Regions from separate parts of the Mus musculus genome. Here region 1 is linked to region 2. A link is a contact called in public HiChIP or PLAC-seq data. All regions are on one chromosome and are shown on one strand. Each heading gives the region's core, a stretch centred on a gene start, on an enhancer-like site or on the middle of the called end of the contact. The rest is flanking DNA. Distances are from core to core; before and after follow the strand shown. Region 1 overlaps 9830132P13Rik (RIKEN cDNA 9830132P13 gene). Region 2 has its middle 8.0 kb from the start of Gm35585.

The links. HiChIP or PLAC-seq counts read pairs in DNA pulled down with a chosen protein or histone mark.
Region 1: an H3K4me3 HiChIP or PLAC-seq map of intestinal villus epithelium shows a contact between it and region 2, with 6 read pairs. The contact joins two enhancer-like sites. A contact is called at or near these places in 7 of 39 promoter capture datasets (the 3T3-L1 cell line, 3T3-L1-derived adipocytes, the C10 cell line and 3 more), 11 of 15 datasets of contacts at CTCF or cohesin (CD8 T cells, the G1E-ER4 cell line, the NIH/3T3 cell line and 6 more), 286 of 484 Hi-C or Micro-C datasets (3T3-L1-derived adipocytes, the 63-12 cell line, the AML12 cell line and 150 more), 40 of 115 datasets of contacts at active chromatin or transcription factors (CD4 single positive thymocytes, CD8 T cells, PVALB interneurons and 27 more) and 5 of 9 other capture datasets (embryonic stem cells, embryonic tail, liver and 2 more).

Annotation. Positions count from the first base shown.
Region 1 is chr3:127,924,767-127,931,516 of GRCm38.p6, reverse strand. It overlaps 9830132P13Rik (RIKEN cDNA 9830132P13 gene), which reads right to left. Exons shown (of 5, transcript NR_040552.1): 2 at 3,961-4,088; 3 at 2,651-2,798. Among named protein-coding and RNA genes, the nearest start is that of 9830132P13Rik, 12 kb to the right of the region's middle. Within about 2 kb of position 1,481, at least 83 of the 459 cell types and tissues checked have an H3K27ac peak or open chromatin away from gene starts, as enhancers often do. A contact at or near this core is called in intestinal crypt epithelium and intestinal villus epithelium, where this site is marked.
Region 2 is chr3:127,849,867-127,856,720 of GRCm38.p6, reverse strand. No RefSeq gene overlaps it. Among named protein-coding and RNA genes, the nearest start is that of Gm35585, 8.0 kb to the left of the region's middle. Within about 2 kb of position 5,275, at least 20 of the 459 cell types and tissues checked have an H3K27ac peak or open chromatin away from gene starts, as enhancers often do. A contact at or near this core is called in intestinal crypt epithelium and intestinal villus epithelium, where this site is marked.

The DNA of each region.
Region 1 (6,750 bases), core at 232-2,731, 79 kb before region 2:
GTAAAAAAAGAAAACATGACATTTTCAGGAAAGTCAATGGACCTGAAAATCATTATGTTAAGCAAAATAAGCCATAAAGACAAATATTACATGCACTTTCCTCTTACATATGCAGCCAAGATTTAAACTTATCTGTGTGTTCTGTGTGAGGGTGGACCATGGAACTAGGAAGGGGGCCAGGCGAGGGAAAGTAGAGATGTTAGGGGATTTCAAACATACAGGGAAGACAACTGAGTGTATGTGGCACGAAGCAAAAGTGGGGATGTCTAGGGGAAGGGAAGGAACCTGCTAGAGGGAGAAAGGGGTGTGTGTGTGTGTGTGTGTGTGTTTGTGTGTGTGTGTGTATGACTGGAGGGGAAGAGGATAATTAGAGCATAAATATAATGATGCATGGATGTAAACATGGCATAATTAAAGTCCATCACCTCATATGCTTACTTAGAAAGTTATTTTTTACTTAAAAAGTGATAGTAGTCAAAGAGAAATGTCTAAATAAATTTAGTAGAGAAGATGGAGTAGGACTAATTAAGCCAGCAACAATATATCAGTGTCCACTAGCAGGTACTATGCAGAACCAATTTGCTGTCTAGAGGCCCCAGGCCACGTTATACCCACGGGAGTGTCCATAGTAAGATGAGGTGAAGCTCAAGTTGAAATCAGGACCAGGACTGTGCTGTGAAGCAGTCAGAAGTCCAGGCTCCCTCCTCCCCTTACCTCACCATCAAGGACCAGAAATGGATTCAGAGAATCACCAGTCTTCTGCAGCCGCAGCAGAAAGTCTGGGGGTGCCGAGAGCCCTAACTCGGAACGGTGTTTTCTACTCTGCCCTCAGAAGAGCGGCCTGACAGAGATGGTGTTAACATCTAGAAGGGTCAGCAAGAAGATCTAAGCAAATGTGGCACATGGCAGCTATGACAGGATTACTAAGAACAAATGAAATACTACTCCTGATAGGTGGTAGCATGGGGAACAGGGAGGTTCCACAGAGCCAAATGTCTCTGCAGAGTCACAGTAAGGCACACCCTGACGGTTGACTTGGCCAGATATGAACCTATCTATGTTCTGCAGTGAGGAAAGTGCCAAGACACAAGCATATACTATGTGCAACCAATCGTTTGGCTTTGGAAGTCCCCACCCCTTCAATGTGGATAAGAAACTAACCTGGACTGCATTCTCCAAAACACTTTCTTTTATGGGGTTTCGTTTTTGTTTTTGTTGTTGTTTTTGTTGGGGGTGGCGGGGAGTCTTAAATTCTGTCCCAACATGCATTCAGGATTTGGAAGGCAGAAGTGAGAGAAAGGTTTGCGGCTGTGGCTCTGGCTGTGGCTGTGGTTGTGGGAGAGGCTGCTGGCAATCAAGGTGTTAGATTGGTAGGAATGTTTGCAGGGAGTGGACTTGTACATTCCAATGTCTATTATGAACCCCTGGGCTGGGCGTGGAACGTTGCAGAGCTAAGAGCAGTGACCTCTGTGTCACATTACTGTGGCGTTGTTCAAATATTGCCCCACTGCACCGGCAGCAGCCGTTTGTTCTTCACCGACTTCTCTGTGTTTAGTCCCTAGAATGGCTATAATCCCATGGATTGAACAGAGACTTAAAAAACAAGCAAAAAATAAAAAAAGAGAGGCCCATTGGACTTGCAAACTTTATATGCCCCAGTACAGGGGAACGCCAGGGCCAAAAAGGGGCAGTGGTGGGTAGGGGATTGGGGGGTGGGTGGGTATGGGGGACCTTTGGGATAGCATTGAAAATGTAAACGAGGAAAATACCTAATAAAAAAAATAAAAAAAAAACAAGCAAAAAAAACCAAAAAACAAACAAAAACAAAAAACCAAAACAACAACAAAAGCCTAACTCTCAACTGATGTTGAGAAATAGAAGAATAAGCTCATTATTTAGACATCTAGAATGGCCCAGGATATGAGTTAGCAGAGGCCAGAAATCAGCCCCAGTGAGTGTGGCTCGTAGTAGGTTATTTCTCCATCAGTAGAATGAGCCATTTCAACCCAGATTAGATTAGATTAAGGGCAGGTTTATTGGGAAGCTGCTCTCAAGCAGGGGAATTCACTGACCCCAAGGAGGGAAACCAGGGAAGTCCCCATGGGGAAGGAAGGGGGCAGGAAAAAAGGGCTGTGTGCATGAATGCGCGAGGGGGGAGGAAGAGACTAAAATGTCTGGATTATATAGGGAAGAGCCTCTGAGAGAAGGAGAGCCCAGCCGTTAGACTGGAAAGTTCATTGTTGAGGCAGAGTATGCAAGGTGGGGACTGAGGGATGCTGGGATAGCCAGGAGGCCAGGTCTGTTTTAATATGTCAACAACTATGCACCTCAGTCCCTTGTCCTGGGTCTGAAACCCAACAGCTACCAAGCTTCTACTCAGGCTGCTCTAAGCATAATGTGGATCCGACCTCCTTCATTTAACACTGTTTTAAGATTAGTGACGGGCTGGTGAGATGGCTCAGTGGGTAAGAGCACTCGACTGCTCTTCCGAAGGTCCGAAGTTCAAATCCCAGCAACCACATGGTGGCTCACAACCACCTGTAATGAGATCTGATGCCCTCTTCTGGTGTGTCTGAAGACAGCAACAGTGTACTTACATATAATAAATAAATAAATCTTTAAAAAAAAAAAAAGATTAGTGACAACATACCACAGGGTTGCTTTCAACATGAGCATACACGTCAGTTCTCTTCCCTAAAAGGCTTCTTGTGTGTCAAGCTTATAGTCTTGAAGTGCCAACAGAAGCAGTATATCCAAGGTGTGGCAGGGTGTCTGACCATCTATTCTTCCATTGTGCTCTAAAAAACAATATAAATGCCATGTAGTGTTAACGCAGACAGAGTGTTTTCATGCTTTCCCACGCTTGCCCATGAAATTCCAGCCATCTTGAGGACACTCTGCGATCACTTTTGGTTCTTCTTCCATGGAATGCACCTCTCATGCTGTCAGCCCACAGAGATTCACCCCAGGAGCTCAGTGGCTTGTCCTGCCTTCAAGGCTCACACCTAAAGTATTAATACATTTATTTCAGAACTCTTGGGTTTGGTGGCTCCATGGTCAGTCCCCTCTGTCTCACAGACCTTCATTATATGTATACTGATAGAATAGAAACATCTTTAAAAGTGTCGTTCTAAATTCCTGCTCTTAGCAAGCCTTGAAATTTTTCTCACAACTTGGCCTCTTTGTCGCAATGCTCAGACCTGAAATCATCCCTCTCCTGGGCTCCACTCCTCACAGGAAGAGGGGACAGAAGGTACAGATAGTCATGCTTTCATGTTACAAAGACAGACTTACAGTCCATACTGAAGAAAAGAGTCCATACAGGCATTGTTAATGTCTTAGCGTGTGCTTGGCGCTAATGGCTTCAGAGTGAGCTCCTCCAGCCCAGAGGACCTGGTGAGTGCACGGCAGATACTAACCTGACCCAGAATTAATGCTGTAAGTAAGTAATGAGAATGAGAAAGGCACAGACAGGGCTGGGGAGATGCTCCATGGGTAATGTGCTTGCCATGCAAGCCCAAGGACCAGAGTTCAGGTCCCCAGAACCCTTGTAAAGTCGGATGCAGTAGCATGCATTTGTAATCCCAGTTTGCTACTGCAAAATAGGGGACAAGCAGGTGTGTGTGAGCCAGCTAGCCTGGTGTACAACAAAGAGGCACTGTCACAAATGGGGAGGAAGGCAAGGCCTGACGCTGAAGGCTGTTCTCTGACATACACATGTCTACCATGGCATATGTATACAGACGGGGGGGGGGGGGGGGAGGGGAAGGGAGAGGGAGAGGAAGGGAGGGAGGGAGGGAGGGAGGGAGGGAGGGAGGGAGGGAGGGAGGGAGGGAGGGAGACAGAGATGGAGAAAATATAAAAGTGCAGACAACACGTGTCTTAAAGACACAGCTGACCACCTGATCAGAAGACTAAAACTGAGCTACAGACCCTGTTCCCCTGCCTTGCCCCTTGTACCTGTGTAATCTGCTGGCTGGAGATGGGAGGTATGACAGATTTTCATGATGTAAATTCACTGTCTTCTCTTATCTCTGGATCTCTGAGTAAAGCAACCTTAACATTCAATTCGTACCTCTTTTTATCACCTTTCAAAGGAACAAGGCAGATTCCAGTTAGGATGTGTCTGTGGGAGAGGAAAGATACAAATCATATTTTCTTATAGAGAAGCGTGGAGGTCACTCCACACTTCTTAGTCAGACTCATCTGTGGCCCTCCAGCCTACAGAGGGGTGGGGGAAACTTCGAAACAGGCACTAGTGAGCGACAGCAATCTTTCAGAATAGAATTGTTTGAATGTGGACTGTCCACCATTGTGTTTGAACTGTCTGGCCAAGCCGGTGACACTGTTTTATAAGGCTGTGGAACTTTTGGGAGTTGGAGCCTCAGTGCAGGAAGTGGAGTGGGTCTGTGTGCATGGACTTCTGTGGATCTTACAACCTAACTCCACTTCACCTGCTCTCTGCTTTCTGTTCTTACCAGGCTGTGGGCAGATGAGGGGGCCAGCTGGACTCCTGCCAGCTTTAGGACACCTGTCATCATGCCGTCACTTGAGGTAGACCCTGTCTCCTCCGACTGTGAAGCACGGGGCAACCCTTCCTCTCTCAAGTTCTTGACAGCTATTCAGTTTCAGCCACAAGCCAATTGTTGATTCCAAGGTGAGCAGCTGTGAGAAAAGCCTCAACTCAGACTGCGTGAAGAATGACTTCCTGGTTCTGAGAACAATGGAAAAATTGAAGGTAATGCCACGAGGAAATGATAACGTGCCACGTTTGAAAATATCATGGAAAGAAAAATAGCCAAGCCTTTGGATAGAGTACATGTATCAAGATTAGGTAAAGAATATCCAAACTAGCCTTTTTAGTCCTCGCTTTTCTTACTCTCTAGCCCTCTTTCTTTTTTTTTTTTTATTACGTATTTTCCTCAATTACATTTCCAATGTCTAGCCCTCTTTCTCTCTTTCCCTTCCCCCCTCTCTCCACACGGCCAGTCTCTCTCTTGCTACCTTCTCTCCTTTCTCCCTGCCTTTCTACAATAAAGCTCTAAAACCATTTTAAAAAAAAGAATCTCCACACTATCATGGAAATAAAATCCTTTGCATGTGCATGGTGGGGATGGGGGTTGGCTCAGGAGCAGAAGGTGCAGCCTGGAGCAGACTCACCCAGCCTCGCCCTTCTCAGGCCCCACTTCTATAAGAAGGGGTCCCTGGGCCCTCCAGAAGAATGACTCCAACCCCCTATTCACCCCTCAAGGTACAACCCCAGGGCTAAGGAGAAGAGACACCCCAGCCTTCTCATTTTTCCCCTGGAGGCTGAGTTGAATAAGTCACTTCTTGGTGGCTTTCCAGGACAAGGCAAACATGCTATATCATGTCAGCACCATCCCAGTACATGATTTAGCCTGTGGCAGTGGCCTTGACAGTTTCCCACCGCTCCTAACACTGTCTGCTACTTTATAACTGCTCAGGATATATTTGTCCTCAACCTTTCCTTTAAACGTGCAACCACAAATGATATAGTTTCTATGAAATACAGACAAAATTCCAAAGGTGGGATTAAAGCTTATTCCCTAGAGAATAAACTATATTCTTGGAAAAAAAGTTTTTATACTAATATTTTTATTTTTTTTAAGATTTCATTTTAGATGATGTATATAGAGAAGAGTACACATGAGTGCAGTTATCCATGGATGTCAGAAGAGGACGTGGTAACCTGGAGTTATAGGTAATTGTGAGTTGCCCAACATAACACCTAGGAGCCAAACTTGGTTGCACACAATACTAGTGCCCACCTGTAACTTACAAGCCATCTCTCTAACCCCAGTAACATACTATAAGTGTAGTGACTTAAAGACCAAAAATACCCTTTAATTTCAATAAGCCTATTGTAAACAGCTAGACCTTAACTCGTGACAGTCTAGGGACAGCCTCTCTCATTCAAAAAGGTTTAGCATCAAGCTTGCAGTCCATGAAAGACAATGCAATATGGAACTTGTTCTCTTCAGTCCTACCTGCAACCCTATCGATGTCCTTACAGAGATTGGACAGTTTGTACAGTTATATGTTAATCTGTGGCATCCTGCTCCGTATACAGAGATACATTTTGGTTTTTCCCCTTTCATGCAGACTTTAGTTTTTACAGTGACCTTCCTGACTAGGATGGCTAATCTCAGTTATCACGTTGATTGGATCTGGAATCGACTAAGAGACACATTGCTAGCATGTCTGTAAGGATGTTTCCTAGAAGGATTTCCTGAAGGGTTAAGACTCCCCTGAGTGCCACGTACCTTCTGGCAATGGCCAAGAGATAAACAGGGGAAGACAGAGTTGCTCTTGGCCTGCTTGTCTTTGCACCTTGCTGGTGAGTACATCAGCTCCTCGCTAGTACAGCAACTACCATAGCAGGCAAAGAAATGAAGCTTCCAACACAGACTAAGGTCCAGTATCTCCTGGGATCCCCTAGACCTGCAGCATGGTACTGGGACTGTTAAGCATCCAGCTTTACAGACTAAGCAGGTACCAGGTTCTCAGCCTCTCTAAAGTACAACCAGCCACTGCTGGACTACTCATCCCATGCTGTGTCCAGGAATGAGTACATTTTCTTTGTTATGTACATCCATTTGTTTGGTTCTGTTCTGTAGAAAGCCCTGAGGAAGACACTGCCTACAGATCAATGCAACCTGCCTAAACACAACTTTTAAAAGTCCCTGCCTCTGTCTTGGTATATTTAGGCTACTGTAACGAAGTATCAAA
Region 2 (6,854 bases), core at 4,026-6,525:
TGGTGGTGGTGGTCATCTTCGTTCAGTGGAAGCCATTCTGACCATACCTATCATGTCACTTGCACAACTATTTCTAAAGCCCCCACTTCCCTGGGGCAATGAACCCTTGAAAACATGATTCCCTCCCAAAATTCAAGGTGAAAGGGAGAGCACTAGAAGTGATGGGTTTCTACCTCCATTTAGAGAAAATGATTGCACAGGTCTTTCAGGAGAGACTTGGAGGGAAGCTTAGCCACAGACAATGGCCTCAGGTAGATTGGAGCTTCCCACTCTTGCCTAAGTGCCTCCATAACTGATTTTTTTTGGGGGGGAGGGGGGAGGGATATTTTATTTATTTACATTTCCAAATGTTATCCCCTTTCCCCTCTGGAAACCCCATCCTCCCTCCCCCTGCTTCTATGAGGGTGCCCCCTTCCCACCCATCCACTCCCACCTCCCCACTTTGGCATTCTCCTACATTGGGGCATCTAGCCTTCCCAAGACCAAGGGTCTCTCCTCCCACTGATGTCCGACAAGGTCATCCTCTGCTACATATGTAGATGGAGCCATGGGTCCCTTCATGTGTAGTCTTGTTTGTTTATTTGTTTTTGTTTGTTTTTCGAGACAGGGTTTCTCTGTGTAGCTCTGGCTGTCCTGGAACTCACTTTGTAGACCAGGCTGGCCTCAAACTCAGAAATCCGCCTGCCTCTACCTCCTGAGTACTGGGATTAAAGGTGTGTGCCACCACACCGGGCTTCCATGTGTACTCTTTGGTTGATGGTTTAGTTCCTAGCAGCTCTGGGGTGGTGGGGTGGGGGTGGGGGTCTGGTTCGTTGATACTGTTGTTCTTCCTATGGTTTGCAAACCCCTTCAGCTCCTTCAGTCCTTTCTCTAGCTCTTCCATTGGGGACCTGGTGCTCAGTCCAATGTATTGCCAGGCTCTGCCGGAGCCTCTCAGGAGTGAGCCTCCAGGACTGATCTTAAAGAGGTAAGTAAATCTGAGTTCAGAGCCTGCTGTTCCCATTGCAACACCACAGCACAGCACAGAACCATCTATGTTGCCTGGGCTGCCCAAAGACAGAGACGTTTGACGAGAGGAGGAAATTGATAGAAGCTCCCACTAGAAGTTGCCCTTCTTGGAATATACATACATATATACATACATACATACATACATACATACATAAACTGGCTTTCTAGGATTATAGATAGATAGATAGATAGATAGATACTTTCATTGTAATGGGATCATGAGCCTGTTATGTAAATGTTTTTATCACTGAATATGAATTACCATAGAGTGAAAACTGACAATATGGCCCAAACATCAAGTTAGAATCCTTATAGCAGCATACTTTCTGCCTTACACATACATGTACATTCTATATTTTAATTACTATGAAGCAACCACTATCGTGACTGAGACGAGGCCATGTAGCTGTTGACAATTTTGAGCTGCTGGGACAGGGAGAGACAGTTTTCTCCAAGTGTAGCAGCTGGTAAGTCAACTGTGCATCAGTAGGAGACCATACATCCAATAGACGAGTCATCCAGCCAAGAACTAAACAGAAATAGTGGTGCTAGATGATGCTATAAATCAAATGGACCTGGCAGATATTTACAGAACATTTCACTCAAATATCAAAGACTATAACTTCTTAGCACTTCATGAGACCTTCTCCAAATTGACCATATAACTGGACACAAAACAAGTCTCAAGAAATACAAGAAAATTGAAACATCCTGCATCCTATCTGACCATCATGAATTAAAGCTGGCAACAACAGAAACAAAAGGAAGCTTACAAATTCACTGAAACAGAACAACTCACTTCTGAATGGAAAATGTCAGGAAATTGAGAAAGAAAATTTAAAGTTTTTAGAATTGAATGAAAATGAAAACCCAACATCCCCACACATATGGAACACAATGAAGGATGTTCTAAGAGGCTAGTTCATAGCACTAAGTGCTTATAAAAAAATATTGGAGAGATCTCATATTAGTAACTTAATAGCATGCTTGAAAACTCTAGAACAAAAAGTAGAAATCGCATCCTCAAGGAGCAGACAGCAAGAAATAATCAAACTTGGGGCTGAAATCAATAAACTAGAGACAATCGATGAAACAAATGGTTGGTTGAAAAAAAATCAGTAAGCTTGATAAACATCTAGTCAGATTAACTAAAAGGTGGAGAGAGAAGATCCAGATTAGTAAAATTAGAGACAAACATGGGGAAACAACAGCAGAAAGAAAATATCAACAATTGGGACCCATCTGGTGCCCAGCAAATTTGGGCTTTGGAATGCAGGACACTCCCGGATTCTGAGGAGGAGGAAAAGAAGGAGGAGAAGGGGGAAGACGAGGAAGAGGAAGAGGAAGAGATGGCTGCCTTCAGGATTCCAGGGACTGACTCTCGGTAGAACTAGGGCCCTGTGCTCGAAGCTACTGCCTCTGGCAAGGGAAGAGATCTTCCTAAACTACTGCTGGCAGAGGGAACTCAACCCTGTCTAGGTCTCCAAGATGCTACACACTGCAGTCAGCAACTGCTGTGGCCGTTTCCAGCCTGCAGACAGAAGTCCATACAGAACACTTCAGAGACATGCTGCTCTGGAGGTCATCGCATGGTAATCCTCTAATTCTCTGCTGGGGACAACCCTGATGCCTTCTAGAACACTGACAGGGAATACTTCTTAGAGCTGTAGCTAGCACACAGTCTTTGCCTGGATTGGATTTCAAACCTACTTCGTTTCAATCACAAAAGAGGCAGGAATGCAAAAGAACCCCGTTGAGAATAGCAGTCTGTATCCACCAGCTGCCTCGCTACAGCAGCCTAATCTTTAACAGAGGTGTCAAAAACACGCAGTAAGAAAAAGGACAGCATCCTCAACACATGCTTCTGGTAACACTGCACGGAGTTCCAGTGCTTGTAACAGAACTAAGCTTTCGACCTGTACAAAACCTCAATTCACAATGTATCAAAGGCCTTAATTAGACCTGCAGCTCTGGGCCCTGCGCAGCCAGGTCAAGTGTCCTGCCTCTCTGGTGCTCCTCTAGCCCAAGGCTTTCCTGGTGTAATGGCCACCATCCATAGCCTCAGCCGTACTGCCGTTCCTCGTATGCAACCTTTTAATACACCAAGAAGCCTTTCTTGTTGGGAAGAATCTGTTTCTGGCTGACTGTCAAACTGAACGCTGGTCCTCAGAGGCGACATGGCTCCCCCTTTTGGCTGAACAGAGCACAGCTAATCTTACTCGTGTCAGCATAGCCTGTAAGGCTTGGTCTGACCTAAGGATGCACTCTAGTTTTTATTATAGGCCTAGAGTTTTAGTCTTCTTTAAAAGGCAAATAATTTGGGCTTGCCTGAAGTACTTAGAGAGTTTTTAGTAAAACATTGTAACAAATGTATATATTATTATAAATTATTAAGATTAGTTTGCGGTGGGAAGTTTGTGCCATGCTGTGTTGGGTGTGTGTGTGTGTGTGTGTGTGTGTGTGTGTGTGTGTGTGTGTGTGATTGTGTGAGGCTGAAGCTTTTGCTGTGGCATACATATCAGAGGACAAGTCTGTGAAGTGAGTTTTCTCCTTCCACGTTTATGGGTGTCCTGGGGAGTAACCTGGGGTCACTAGGCTTACACGATAAACACTTTACCAACTGAGCCATCTCACTGCTCCCAACACATTTTTTTTTAATAAGATGTAAAATTTTGAATACAGATTTTAAGACAACTTGATTGATGTCTTATCAAAACACTTGAAAGGCTCTGTATAAGGAGGGAAGACAGATGGCGACTGTTTTCTATAACAGCTGCCATTTTCCGTCTTCCTTACTGGGGAAGTCGCCTTAGAAAGCAGAGCAGCCTTTGCTGCCTCAGCAATAAATGCACGAGAGTGAGCCATATCCGTAAAGGGCCAGACGGTTAACATCTTCACAAGTCATGCGACTTCTGATGCAGTTTTTAAAATCCTTGGGGGGGGGGGCGGGAATGAAGTCAGACCAATTGGGAAGAGATGACCATTGTTCCACTCCAGCAAAACTGCTTTTGAACACTGAAATTTAAATCTGTTATAGTTCACTGAATCTTGATAGATATTAGTATATTTATTTCTTCTTCTTCTCATCCTCCTTTTTTCCCCCCAAAATAAACCTTATAGTTTTTGAGCTATGCAGAGTGTGTGGTGAGCTAGACAGCCAGGGAGCAGAGCTGGCAAGCCTGCTTGAGTCTGCGCCTCGCCTCCCACTTGGCTGTACATCCTCAACTCCAGCCACATTTCCAGTTCATCCTGCAGTGAACATCCCGAAGCACCTCAAACCAAAGCCATTTGAAATGAACTCATGACACATGTCTCATCCTGGCCATCTGCCTGCCTGTCGAAAGCCACTGTTTCTGCTTATTGCACATTATCCCCGTCATCCGGGCTTGACAGTTAGAACTCCTGCTCCTCTGACTCAGGATCCTTGTGGATCCTTGTGGATCTAGCTCTGGCTCTGACATTGGTTCCCCCTCAGTGCGTCCAGCATGGCTGTTGGCTAATGGCACAGGTCCTAAAGTTCTCCTCCAGTTGTGTCCCTGTAGGACTGTGAAGCTTTACCAAGTGTAGTATAAACGATTTCAATTGGTAGTTGTCTTAGTTAGGGTTTTACTGCTGTAAACAGACACCATGGCCAAGACAACTCTTATAAGGACAACATTTAATTGGGGCTGGCTTACAGGTTCAGAGATTCAGTCCATTATCATCAAGACAGGAGCATGGCAGCATCCAAGCAGATATGGTGCAGGAGGAGCTGAGAGTTCTACATCTTCATCTGGAGAAGATTAGCTTCCAGGCAGCTATGATGAGGGTATTAAAGCCCACGCCCACAGTGATACACCCTTCTCCAACAAGGCCACACTTAATAGTGCCATTCACTGGACCAAACATATACAGACCATCACAGTAGTGAAGGCCTTTAAGACATTATCTCAAAGATGTTTCTAGTCTTGCTTCATTCTAAACACAATCAGCCTTCATGAGCAAGTGTGGGGCACTAATGTACTGTTAGAATAATAAGCAAGAATAGCATGGTTCTGCATTGTTTACAGTCTAGCTGTGGGAAGGGGGTTAATCAAGTTGTCCTGTAAAGATAGAAGGTAAAACTGTGGTGAAGTATCATGAAGTAATCCTTTCAGAGAACAAACAGAACCTTCCTTGTAAAGTTTTATACAACAGGGAACTCTCCGCTTCCAACACAGGGAGAGCTGTTACTAACAGCCTTTCTAAACTGCAGGTGCTTGGGTGGCTGTAGCCTCCCTCAGCCCTGAAGCAGGCTGATCCAGACTTTGACCTTGCTACCACTAAGAAGGAGATTACCTAGGGTGGAGCCTTCCGACCTAGCTGGCTCTTTTGTCCTGTCACCTGCCACTGCTCTCTCCAAGACACTGCTACCTGCTGAGAAGCCCCCAGATATTCCAGAGGAACTTTCTATCCTGCAGGTCGCCCACAGGCTGGCTCCAGACACCAAGAATGGGCTGGAAGGGGATGGGCCGTCCCCCTTATAAGCACACTCTCTTAGTAAACTGGCGGGGCTTGAACAGAATCGTGCCTTGGTCTCCATTCACCTCTCGCCCTCTAAGTCTCTTTCAGCTCCAGCCTGCCTCCCAGGTATACCCTGCAGGCCGGCATACAACAGGTAGCAACAGTAGAGCTTCCTTCCACACTAGTTTGAGCAATATGTCTCGTTTCCATGGTATGAAGAGACTCTGCTTCCTAGCCATATATTTCCTCTTGCTGGTTATATTCCTATATGCAGTATGTGACTGAAATAAAGATCCTCCTCCAAAGTTATGCAGGATATCACAACACCCTCCACACCACACCACACCACACCCACCCACCCACACACACACACACACACACCCTTGAAAGCATGCCTGGAAGAAATACTCCAACAAGAGGAAAAAAAAATCTCTCAGAGGCTTTGAGAGCTGTAGAAAATAAGATTATATAAAGCTTTACTTTATTGTGGTGATATTTCTGCTCATCTCTACGTATGTCAAAGCTTATAAAATTTTGTGCTTTAAACACGAGTAGTTACTCAGAGTAGGGCTGGTCTCAGCCTTGGCCAGAGAAACTTCTTTTCACAAGGGTCAGAGCAGAGATTCCTCACTGGTCAACGGGCTGAGAAAGTTACCACCGTGAATGCTCAGTTAAATAAAACATCTGGTGAGATGGCTCAGTGGGTAAGAGCACCCAACTGCTCTTCCGAAGGTCAGGAGTTCAAATCCCAGCAACCACATGGTGGCTCACAACCATCCGTAAGGAGATCTGACTCCCTCTTCTGGAGTGTCTGAGGACAGCTACAGTGTACTTACATATAATAAATAAATAAATAAATCTTAAAAAAAAAAAAAAAAAACATCGATACCGTCCCCTCCAGGGCCCAGTGAGCATTACAGGGCCCAGTGAGCATTACAGAAGAGAAAGAGAAGAGCTAAGGCTGGGTTGCTATGAAATGAATATGACATGGTCATTGCACTTGTGAACACACAGGAGCTGTGGATCCCCACCGAGACTGGGCTCTTCAGAACTTTGTAGTGGATAAGGGAGGCGCTCATGAGGAACTTTATGGTTGCCAGGGGAGAGGATATCATACTTGTCTCGTGATAAGAGTCCCTAGTAAATTGTCTGTGCGCCAGTAGATAACCCCTCATCCATGCACAGGTAAGCAACCCTCACTGAATTCAGGGAGTCAAATAGAAAATGACACAAAAGTAGGAGATTAGTGAGGAAGAAAAGGGGTCAGTGGGAAGGAGAAGAACCAGAGGGCAATGGAGAGCGTGATCACAATACATCCTACACATACAGCACTTAGAATTAGGTTAGATCAGAATTAGAAC